3 separate regions of the Zea mays genome follow, and all the other regions are linked to region 3. A link is a contact called in public Hi-C data. All regions are on one chromosome and are shown on one strand. The core of a region is the stretch at or near the end of the contact, and the rest is flanking DNA. Distances in the headings are between cores, read along the strand shown. Region 1 holds the start of LOC118473578. Region 2 holds the start of LOC100278266. Region 3 holds the start of LOC103641584 (farnesylated protein 3).

Region 1 (3,785 bases), core at 31-2,530, 300 kb after region 3:
GCTCTGCAGCGTTTGTGTTGGTGAAAAAACGTGGAGCGCAGTACTCGGCAGCAGACACTCTATGGCTTTATCGTCATCATCACCAGTGGTTGCCCCGTGCAGGTTCCTGTGCCCCCGCGCCACTACCGCCTCTCGCGACATCCTCTCCTTCGCGACCACAGCAACAAGGAGGCGGCTGCTCCTCTCCACCGCCACCACCACCATTGCCGCCGCCATGGCCGCTTCTTCCTCCTGCAAGGTCATCGACTCCCACCTGCACGTCTGGGCCACGCCACAGCAGGTGCGTAAGCAGGCAACGCGCGCGAGCCCAGTTTCCGCGTCCTGGGCTCCTGGCGGCCCGCGGGGGAGTTCAGTAATCCTTCTGGGGTTGTTTTTTTTTTTTTTACCGGTGACTCCAACCCTATCCGTGCAGGCCAAGGAGGAGTACCCGTACTTCCCAGGCCAGGAACCCACGCTGCGTGGCGACGCCGACTTCTTACTCGAGGTCAGTCAGAGAACTTCAGAAATGCCGCATTCATGTGCACTTGAGGTTGCCCTGGAGCCCATTCGTTTCAGAGTTTCTGACCATCGGCGGCCGAATGAGTTGTGCCCGTGCTCTTGATAGATGGATTGGTGGGCGCATTTTTCGTACGTCTGATGTGAAATCGCACACACTGCAGCGGTCAACCTACTCTACCCCAAACCTGAAATCCTTCCACTAACTACATGTTACGATTCAACCAGGTAGTAGTAGCAGAGTTCGTAGTAGCGGAGTACAGCAGGGAGGGAATTGGGAAGAACGGAGTAGGAGACGTGAGGAACAAGAAGAAGAGGAATATTCTGCTTACTACATCTCATGCCATCTCTCCTCCCCCCATTTCTAGCTTATATACTCCAGGTCTTCACGCCCGCCAATCCGACCCGTGGAAGCGGGGATGGATTTTCCTCTGGCGACGGCGAGTTCAGGATAAGTGTTACGCTTATATAAGCCGAAATAGCTTATATACTCCTTGCATAAGTGTTTTCCGTTAACTAAACCCTTGAGCATTAAGCTGCACAGACACAGTTCAGGACAGACCTTCTTAGCCTCAGTGTCCCACCTAAATTGTTTACAAACATAGGCACCGACTTAAACAACTCTACCCCAGCACCAGAGTAATTAAAATCCGAAAATGCTCTGAATTACACCAGGTCTCTTATCTCCACGGCAAGAATGGCCGACAGAGTCATGGCACGTTCTCCGTGAGGCTGGTCCCTTTTCACATCTAACCTACTCCTGTTTCAAGTCAAACGATAGGGAAATCAGAGGGTCGGAGACCAAGAAGAGACCAATCTATACTCCTGGACTTCTCTTGTTGCTAAATCCATTCTCCTGGACGTTGCAAAAAGAGAAAAAAAGAAAGAATATCACGTTCCTCCTTTCACGAGGGAAGGGAGTATTAGCGAGGTCCGTCCATGTCAGCGGCATACTGGGCCAGAATACATGCAGCAACCACGACCCCCTTCGTGGGCTTTCTTCCCCCGCAGAAAAGGCCCAACCCAGACTGACGAGCAGTTTCGCAGCGATCAGTTGGCCAAAAGTATATACGAAACAAACGAAGAGACGCCTGTCCAACCCGCCGACTCCGATGCAACGCGAACCTGTCCAACCCGCCGACCCTCGGACGCCTCACGCACAAGCCCACACCCACCACCGGCAAACGGCAAAACGCGCGCGCGCGGCACATCACATATGCAGAGCAGAATGCAGATGCACCACGTTGTAGCAGACCGCCGGCGGCATTACGTGGAAGCGGTCCCACGAGGCCTTCTCGTGGTGCTGCCCGCGACAGCGACAGCGGCAGCAGCGACCATGGCGAATGGCCACGGCCACGGCCGGCGCAGGGCGCTCGTGGCCACCCTTGGCGGCCCCCGGAGGCGTGGCAGCGCATGCGGTTGCGAGACTCGCTTCTGCGTTCCTCTGCTACTGGCTTTGCGCCATTGTGGGCGTGTTTGTATCACATGCCAATACTGCTCTGTGAGGCCAGAACAGAGCGAACGGTGTAAGACGACCTCATCATGTGAATAGTGGATCCGACATGTGTGGTGTACTGTGGCATTCTGCAATGTATGAGACTCGACTTGATTCACGAAAAAGTAATGTCATACGGCTGTGTTGATTCCTCACCGCCCCACCCCCACCATAAAACGGTCATAAGTCCAAATATCATCTCGGCTCAGCGCTCAGCTCCGCAGTCATCGGCTCCTGAACTGATCTGAAGAAGACATGTTCACTTCATGTTCTGACGACGCATTGATGCTGACATTCCCCCATGACAAGAAGCTGCTTGTCCCAAGCAGGAGCCTGCGGAAACGACTGTCAAAGGGCAATGAGATCTTCCCAAGTGGCTAAGGACGGAGGCGGGAGGCATACCTGACCACTGCACGAGGACCTGAGATACACCCTCTGGACCCCCACGGCACTGCAAGATGCGTTCAGGAATTTGCAGTCCATCCATATGATTAGGTAGCTGAGCAACAGAAACTAACGGCGGCACAACCTTCTTCAGCTGCGAAACATGGAAAACTGGATGTAGGCAGCTCTAATTTATAAGCCATGCATATTCCGCTTCATGGTCGGAATGGAGTGGGCGTGCAACTGCTTCCAGGGCGCAGGCTCATACCGCCGCTGCTGCTATTTTGTTGGATTCTGGTCAATTCAACAACCCAAGGACTTTGTAACACCTACAGTAACCCAATAACATATGCAGCTTGTATTGGTCTATAGAGTAGGGGGACTAATATGTGATTTTGGGAGAGAAGGCATAAAAGAAGCCCTACGCAGAAGAGGCATCGGGGAGAAATCAGAAAACAGACTCGTTCACGTTGTCTTCATCACCAAGGCACGTTCCAGGTGAGTTTCTCCATTTCCTCACGTCTCGGTCATCACCACCGGGGTGTGACAGATGGTATCGCAGCCGATTACATTGTGCAGCTCAATCTGCGAGGCAGGGCCGTATCTGAGGGGTCCCAAAAACAGAGGCCCCCCTAGCCATTGGACGCTAGCACTTTTTCCTGTTAAATCTATCTATCCTATACACAAATATGTAAAAAGCGATATGCTATCGACTAGTCTCGTTTAGATTGTTAAATTAATGTCTCAATTATTTATCGAATACTTCATCTGTTCTAAAATAGTATTTGTTTTATCTCTTAATTTTTATGTTTATATTCAACTAAATAATAATGAATCCAATAAAGAAGCAAAACGAATTCTATTTTGATATAAAGAGAGTAACATGGTGGTTGCATCGGTGGAGAAAGGTTTTTAAAATTGAAATATTTTTGTGAACTATTTAAGGTCAACAATAACTCAAGAGAAGTTAAATGTCTTGGCGATTCTATGTGACGAAAAGAAATTGTTGGATAAGATTGATCTCAATAATATAATCGATGACTTTGTATCACAAAATGTTAGAAGATATTTTTAATAATATCAGATAACAACTAAGTACTTTTGGCTATATTTTACATTTGTCATCTTATAAACTTTAAAACAACATAATAATTTTATACGTCAATTATTCAATTATATATATATATACAAATATATATATAGGGACGAGGTAATGGAAGCCCTGGGCTTCCATTAGTACCAGGAAGCCCCAGCCAGGTATAGCCACGTCTCGTACCAGCATGCGTCCCACCGGGCATGAGTTCTTACTTGGACATATTTTAGCGTAAAACGTGAACAAAAACAGCGTAAATGATTACGAATTTTAGCGTAAATCGTAGATCTGTTTTGAAACGGCGAATGCGGCCCGAAA
Region 2 (4,182 bases), core at 566-3,065, 400 kb after region 3:
GGCATGTTCATTTGAGCCGGAATTCGCCCCAGAATTGTTCCAGTTGATCAAACCCTTATATAAATTAGACAAATAATCTGGCTAGGAATGGTTACGGGTGATCATTCCTTAGGAACCAAACAGGCCCTAAAGGTATAGGTACATATACCGTAAAATTAGAAAAAGCTACAGACATTCCAACACGGCTACGTATTTTAAGGACATGAAACTTAGGTGCGCTCACAATATAGAACAACAATACGCAATTTCATTACTATGGATCTACTTTACAAGCAAATTAGAAGAATCCACATATCATACTTAGATAAAACTTCTTTGAGTTTGTCCTCTATGCATGTATGTCCCAAATTTGCAATAAAGATAGTAAAGCAAGGTGGTATATCGCTTGAAGACTTGTCTCATCCATCCTACCAAACATATGCCATACTATCAAGCTTTGTACATGTCAAGCAAGCTTTAAATAAGAAACATCAGCTAACTAATATTTTTAAATTTTAATATATATTATCATAACTTGTTCACTTTGTAGTATGTATGGGTGTTCATCTAGTTTCTACGATACTAAAATGTATGACACCGCTTAAAAAAAGTGGCCCATAGTTTCTCAGGAGGTTTTCTTTTCCTTTCTTTTTAAACGGCTTTACGTTGACACGTTGCAAAACCACTGTACTGAGAATATTAGTACGCTGGTTTTTCGGTGAGGTTTCTCCTTCAACGATTTGGATTCTCAACACGCTAAAACGATATAGTAGCACTAGTGGTCTGTGGTTTTCTTGTGCAGTTTCTTTTAAAATTAATGATTATTGATGATTATCTATACCAGTAGGATATATTAATGACAAAAATTATTGTACAATCAAGTTTCTCATATAAGAAGAGATTCAATCAAACTACCCAAAGTCATACAAAAATCTCATAAATTATAGATGTACTCTACTAATATATTAAATTTTAAGTTTTAATTCATTTTAAGAAAAAAATATCAAATATGCTCTAGATAGGATATTTTTTTATCTCTTAACTAGAGTGAATTAAGAACTTAGAGTGTGTTTGGTTGTGGGACAGCAGGGGCCAGAGGGCCACGTTCTCTGGGCTCCACTCTTGTCCCTCCAATTTTAAGTGACAATATTGAAATAGTCATGTCTCAACTTCTTACCCTAAACTAAACAAACTTAAAATATAAGTTTACCTTTTATATCTTTTAATATAGCATGAACTTAAAACTTAAACTATAATATATGAGTAGAGTAAATAATAAAGTATATGATTTTTAATAGTTTGATTCTATGGTAATTATATAGAAAACTTTTGATTATACCACATTGTTTTTCTTATATTAATATTTAAATTAAACCCAATAGCACTAGTAATTGCAGTCCACATGCAAACATTGCATTTGCAACGTGATACCCCTAAGATTGTACTCGCACTGTTCCAAAATAGTAGTCGTTTTAGTTCTGTATTTTTATGTCCATATTCATATAGATGATTATGAACCTAGATATATATAGAACACATACATTAATTATTGTATGAATATATTAAAAAGTAAAATGAATTTTAATTTGGGACGGGGAGTAGATACTTCACGTCTAAGCAATATAATAAGGTCATTTCCGCGTGCAAAGTAATAATTTGCACGATAAATTGCATTATTTATAGAGTAGAGTTTAAAATATGAAGTAAGATAGGAAATTTGACAGGTAGTCTGCTGAAGATAGTCTAAGTATATAACCAAAATAAAAAGGAAGACAAGTGAGAGAAGAGAGAGAATGGGAGGAGACCAAGGAATGACGACCGCTGACCCCACTGTCCAGCGTCACTGACTATTGGGAGACCAAGCCCTACTACAGCAGCCGCAACAACCGCGACCCCGACCTCGACCCGCCATGCAGCCGCAGCCGCAGGGCTTCCTCGTCGCTGCTGGAATGCCGCCGTCGCAGGGATCCGGGTGTCCCGTCTCGGCGGAGGTGGCGCGGACGCGCGCTGCGGAACAGATGGCATTTGAAGACGCGTGGAAGGCCCTAAACCCGGACTTCAGGACGCCCTTCGCCTCCGTCGAGGACGCCGTCAGCAGGTGCGTGCGCGCGTTCGATCCTCCTCTCTCTCCCAGCCGCTGTTGCCGTTACCTGTTACCACACGCGGTTTAGAGCCTTTTGGTTTTGGCCCTCGTGGTCTGGGATCTCTTGGATGTGTTCATCGAACTGTGTGCGTTGGGGGGTTTTGGGGATTATATCGTCTTCAGGATACTGTTTTGATTGTATATAGCTTGCGATTTTTTTTTCGTTATGGTTCGGTTGCGGCGAGTCGGATTTTTCTGGTAAAGATTTATATGATCCCTTTGCTTAGCACGGTTTGATTCGAAGGAAAAACAAGAGAATAGCAGCCTAGCTCCCGCGTACGAGATTTATCATGGTAGGAGAATCATCAAACGTGAGGTCGATTTTGTTGGATTTTTAATTTTCCTACGATAAACACGGAATCGAACTACCCTGATCAAGAATTGTTTGGATATCTCATTCATGCATGGTTTCTGACAGAATATCCTGTTCTTAAATGTAGGGACGGATGGATGAGCGTAATATCAATAGATCAAAAAAAACTTTACAATCATAATAAGACCCTATATGTGAATATCAGCTGGCCTTTATAGTTATTTTGTAACTAAAATTACAGGCATACATCTGAATTCAACTTTTTATTTGAATTGAGTAAAATTATTACTGTTCTTGTCAAGTTGTTCTAGTCTGACAGCTCATCTTTTTTTTCCGAGTTACTGTTTTGTACTGCTGTTGAATTGAGTAAAATTATTACTGTTTTGTACTATATGTCTATATCAGTTGCGACTGAATGTCAGCTGTCAGGTACTAATAAGTGCATTACCAGTACCGTGTGATTCTTCTCTTTCTTGGACTGAGGCTCCCTGCTTCTTCTTAGATGGAAAACACGTTGCACACCGTTCTCCGTTCTGTAAACTCATCCTATATACAAAGGGAATATTAATTGTAATTCCAAGGAGATTAGGATTAGCACTAGACCTGCTGATGGATTAACATTCATATCCAACAGAAAGGAGTCCACGTTGTGTCCAACTACGAAGGAATCCACGTCCTTTCAAGCCATCTTACAAATCGAGAAAACAAAATCCATCTTACGAGAAATTATATTCGAAAAGTTGAAATGACTTGTAATTTGGCTCTAAGCTGACAAACTAATAGTGTTCTTCGCATCATGAGCAGGCTGCTGCCCTACCACGTATTCGCAGAGTATGAAGAGAACGACGACGTAGACGAGCCCATCAGTGGCGGCACCAGCAGCATCTCCACCACAACAGACAAGTCAAGCGCCCAGAATTGGGAGGATGGCATGGGAACTCAGCTGGAAGGCTTTTTCGAGCACTTCGAGAAGCAGGTGCTGACCTTCAACGTCATGACTCAGCAACATGCGGCAGGACTCAACCGCGCCGAGGAACAGCTCATTCTTGGGATGTCTATGGTGGAAGACGAGCGGCGGCAGTTGGAGCGCCTCCGCGCGGCCGTTTCGCAGCACCAGCAGCAGGAGGCCGCGCGCGCGCGTCTTGCGTTGGTGCAGGCGCAAGCACAGGCGCAGGCGCAGGCGCAGGCCGCGGGCGGGTGGCATGCGTTCGTGGCTGTGGGACGCGGCGAAGGTGCCTCCCGCGGGCAGGCCGTGGCGATGCAGCAGCAGGAGACGATGATGACCCCGGGCGCCTGGCAGGCGCTCACCGCAGCGGCGTCGCGCGGCGAGGGTGGTTCCAATGAGCAGGCTCTGATACAGGCCGTGATGGTGCAGAACATGCAGCGGCAGAGGCAGCAGGAGATGATGGCAGCGGCGCCACGCGGAGTGGGTGCAACCTGCGGGCAGGCGCTGCCACCGGCCATGGTAACACAGCTAATGCAGCAACATAACCAGCAGGAGGAGGACATGATGACGGCGGCGTTTCGCGGCGACGTGCGCCCCGGCGAGCAGGCGCTAGCGTCGGCCGTGATGATGCGGCAGCTGCATCTGCTGCAGCAACAACAGCACCAGCAGGAGGTGATGGCGGCCGACGGGTGGCAACTGGGCGGGCGGCAGACATACGCAGCGCCTCGCGGTGACGGCAGCTCGAGCTCTCACGCGGCGTTGCCTCCTGCGATGCTGCAGCTGCAGCAGCCAGGCCCAGGA
Region 3 (3,807 bases), core at 218-2,717:
CTCCAACAACGTCCTCTAAATCACGTCCTCTATACTCAAATACTCATATTAAAGACATTTTTTAATTTTATTTTTTGTACATACGTATTTATCATACTCTCAAATGTATTGTACATATTTTAGTTTTGCTAAACCGGTTATTTAAAGTAGTCAAATGGATAGAGGACCGTTTAGAGAAACTCTTATAGATCAAGCATGCATACATAAGAGGGCTTCTGGGTGGTAATGACCGGTTGATCGTAGATACTACTCGTTCCATCCTAAATAAGTTTGGACATAACCTATGTCCAATAAATATATAGCAAATTAAGACTACGTATCTAATAGATCAAGCATGCATACATAAATTTAGAATAGATTGGAGGGAGTAATAATTGGCTGTTTCGATATAAGGCAGTGTTTGGTTGAAGAGCCAAGTAGAACGGAGCCGTTCTGTCCCAGTTTTATTGTTGTTTGGTTACAAAGTAAATAGAACGGAATGGCTCCAATTAGGGAATATTCTCCTCAGATCCGGAATCATTCCGCTCCAAAAAATCAACCGGATGGAGCCGCTCCGTTCCTATCCCGCTCTCACAGTCACGCTCTGTTCCGTTCACTCTACAACCAAACAAAAAACAGATTCGTTCTGTTCCAGATTACCAAACACAGAACAGAGCGGCTCCGTTCCTAGAATTATGGATGGAATGACGTTCTACTTGGCTCCTCAACCAAACACTACCTAAACGAGCCGGGTCTAGCTATTTAATTTGTTTGCTGGATATTTGAACTAGTTAGATACATACATGCATGCATCCCACCAGTGACCAAAAACAACAGTATCGTCCCACCTAGTGCTGAATGAATCTGCGTGCGTACCAGATAGCTTGTGTGCTATCTACATCTTCTTCTTCTTCTTTTTCTCCTTTCGTGTCTGCACGATCGATGCATGCATGGCAGACAGCTGGTTGGTGGAGATACATGTGTGTTGATGAGTCATGCTTATTAGCCTGGCGAAGCAATACTAGAGCAAAAGACATAAACCGACGATGTGCTTTAGTTAACGTAATGCTTAGTAGCGTGTGGCGAGAGAAGGAAACGACGCACAAACTAAAGGCACTTTCTACACAAAATACGACGTGGCGAGATAACGCGGCGCGTCCTCGCCAGCAAAGCCTAGATAGATAGATAGATAGATAGATAGATAGATAGATAGATAGATAGATAGATAGATAGATAGATAGATAGATAGATAGACGCTGCAGCTGCAAAAAAAAAAGTCACTTTGAGAAATAAACCGACCGAGCAAGTCACGTGGCAAGGAAGCCTCCGTGCATATTTTGTAGGTTTGTGTCACCCAACGGGGGCAGTACTGTGGCGTGTGCAAACCTATCTGAAGCAAAAAAAAAAAAGTCACCCCATGGTACAAAACAAACATGGTACCGCAAAATCGTTGTTATCTTTTTCGTCCTCTTAAAACTAGCTTAGTAAGGCGAATATTTGGCCTGGCATCCCTGTGCTTGCATCCAAACGTACCCTTGATGCCTGGCACTCTCTGGCAGGCAAGTGCGCATGCCTACGAGCGCACAAAGAGCCCTAGAAAACTGAAGTCTTGCGGAGTAGTACATCGCAGTAATACATTCGGCTTGTTCGCTGCGGCTTGCTGCGGCTGCAATCCGGCTGCGGCTGCGGCTTCTACAGTATTTTTCTCTCTATGGATTGCAGCTGCAGCAATCCAAACAGCTGCAACAGTGTCGGCTTGTAGCCAGCCGAACACGCCCATTGACTCACAGAATCCGCAGGCCCTCCGTGCAGTAATTTCTTACAGCTACCTATACGTACACGGCGGTGCAGGGTGCTCCCAGAAGAATACAGTGTGCTACGGCACTCTACTTCCCAAGAGAGAGTGAGAGGGCGGCAAGGGAGGGACGTGGAGAGAGAGGAAGAGATGCCGAACGAAATCATTTCATTTTCCGTGCGGATCTTGCGGGCCTCCGTGGCTGGCGGCGCCTACCACCAGACACCCGCTAGGCCGCTACATAAGGCGAGCCCCCCATCCCCACTTGCTGCCCCCTCAATCCCTCATAGTCAGTCATAGAGCGAGAGGAAGAGGCGCGCGTGGGTGCAGTGCAGACGTGCGGGGCAGAGCACAACAGCAGCGGATCCGGGGAGGGAGGGAAGCCATGGGCGAGGTGAGTTCGGCCGTTGTTCCCGTCTGGGGCGGGAGCCGAGGACGGACGGCGCTTCCCATCTCCTCCCGCCGGGCGTCCGGTCGGGTCGGCCGTCTCGTCTCATCCTGACGCTAGCTTCGTACTGCCGTTGCCTGCTTGCAGGAGGCGGCCAAGAAGGAGGAGGTGGAGAAGCCCAAGGAGGCCGCGGCGGCAGAGGAGAAGAAGAAGGACGACAAGCCCAAGGAAGTAGGCGGCGGCGGCGGCGGCGAGAAGCCCAAGGACGGGGAGGAGGAGGAGAAGAAGAAGGAGGACGCGCCCCCGCCTCCGCCACCGGAGGAGGTCGAGATGCGGGTCTACATGCACTGCGAGGGGTGCGCCCGCAAGGTCAAGAAGATCCTCAGGCGCTTCGACGGTAATGCTGATGCTGTCCTGTCCTCTGCTGCCCCTACCCCTCTGCTGTCCTACTACTATCTCTACGTGTCCATCGGTTTTCTTCTTTGTTGTTGTAGTATTAAACACGCGTGATTGCACGATGTGATTGAGATTTCAGAATATTCTGTCTCTCTCTCACTCTCACTCTCACTCTTTTTAAAAAAAAAATCAATCCAGATTAGGGACACTTGCTTCAAAGGTTATATTCTTGGAAGAATTAGTGTGATTCATGGCAGCTTCTCAGAGCGCCCAAGAGAATGGCACGCATCTGAACTGAAATGGAAACTGTGCTGTGCTGTGCTGTCACCACCACTGCAGGAGTGGAGGATGTGATCGCCGACTCCAAGGCGCACAAGGTGCTGGTGAAGGGGAAGAAGGCGGCCGCCGACCCCATGAAGGTGGTGGAGCGCGTGCAGAAGAAGACCGGCCGCAAGGTCGAGCTGCTGTCGCCGATGCCGCCCCCGCCGGAGGTGGAGGAGAAGAAGGAAGATGAGGCGGAGAAGAAGAAGGACGATGAGAAGAAGGCAGAGCCCGAGCCGCCGAAGCCGGAGGAGAAGAAGGAGGTGAGATCGAAAATCACAGCCTGGTGGTCTGCATTTGGCCCCCCGAAACTGCATCGGTTCCATGCTCCATGGAACAGAGGCTGATGTGAGGATTTTTCGTTTTTTTTTCTCTTTTTTCTTGTTGAAGCCGCCGGTGATCGCTGTGGTGCTGAAGGTGCACATGCACTGCGAGGCGTGCGCCGAGGGGATCAAGAAGAGGATCCTCAAGATGAAAGGTGGGTGCTCTGCTCTCCAACATAACTCCTCCACCCACCTGCTTGACCAAGAATTAACTAGTAGTCCCTGCTCTGAACCACAAATGTACGTATGTATGTATGGGTATGGCTGTGCATGCAGGCGTGCAGTCCGTAGAACCGGACCTCAAGGCGTCGGAGGTGACGGTGAAGGGCGTGTTCGAGGAGTCCAAGCTGGCGGAGTACGTGTACAAGCGCACGGGCAAGCACGCGGCCGTCGTCAAGTCCGAGCCGGCCCCGGCGCCGGAGGGCGGCGGCGGCGACAAGGCGGCCAAGGAGGAGGAGGAGAATAAGAAGGATGCAGGCGGTGCCGGAGGCGAGGAGAAGAAGGACGGCAAGGAGGAGGAAGAGAAGAAGGATGGCGGCGAGAAGAACGAGGAGAAGAAGGACGGCGGCGACGGAGACGGCGACAAGAAGGACGAGGCCGGCGAC

What was found. A called contact is a pair of places that touch in the nucleus more often than the background predicts.
Region 1: a Hi-C map of leaf shows a contact between it and region 3, with 7 times the contacts expected there. The contact joins the promoter of LOC118473578 here to the promoter of LOC103641584 in region 3. A contact is called at or near these places in 3 of 25 Hi-C or Micro-C datasets (ear, leaf and tassel) and 1 of 3 datasets of contacts at active chromatin or transcription factors (leaf).
Region 2: a Hi-C map of endosperm shows a contact between it and region 3, with 2.3 times the contacts expected there. The contact joins the promoter of LOC100278266 here to the promoter of LOC103641584 in region 3. A contact is called at or near these places in 2 of 25 Hi-C or Micro-C datasets (ear and endosperm).

The regions. Positions count from the first base shown.
Region 1 is chr10:112,576,524-112,580,308 of Zm-B73-REFERENCE-NAM-5.0, forward strand. LOC118473578 reads left to right here and starts at 1,281. Exons shown (of 1, transcript XM_035963461.1): 1 at 1,281-2,145. The coding sequence starts at 1,463. The coding sequence ends at 2,047. LOC100277718 reads left to right here and starts at 64. Exons shown (of 10, transcript NM_001151214.2): 1 at 64-280; 2 at 413-484. The coding sequence starts at 215.
Region 2 is chr10:112,672,005-112,676,186 of Zm-B73-REFERENCE-NAM-5.0, forward strand. It overlaps LOC100278266, which reads left to right and starts at 1,816. Exons shown (of 2, transcript NM_001374040.1): 1 at 1,816-2,077; 2 at 3,240-4,182. The coding sequence starts at 1,890.
Region 3 is chr10:112,276,115-112,279,921 of Zm-B73-REFERENCE-NAM-5.0, forward strand. It overlaps LOC103641584 (farnesylated protein 3), which reads left to right and starts at 1,468. Exons shown (of 5, transcript XM_008664923.4): 1 at 1,468-2,168; 2 at 2,310-2,559; 3 at 2,898-3,142; 4 at 3,270-3,357; 5 at 3,479-3,807. The coding sequence starts at 2,160.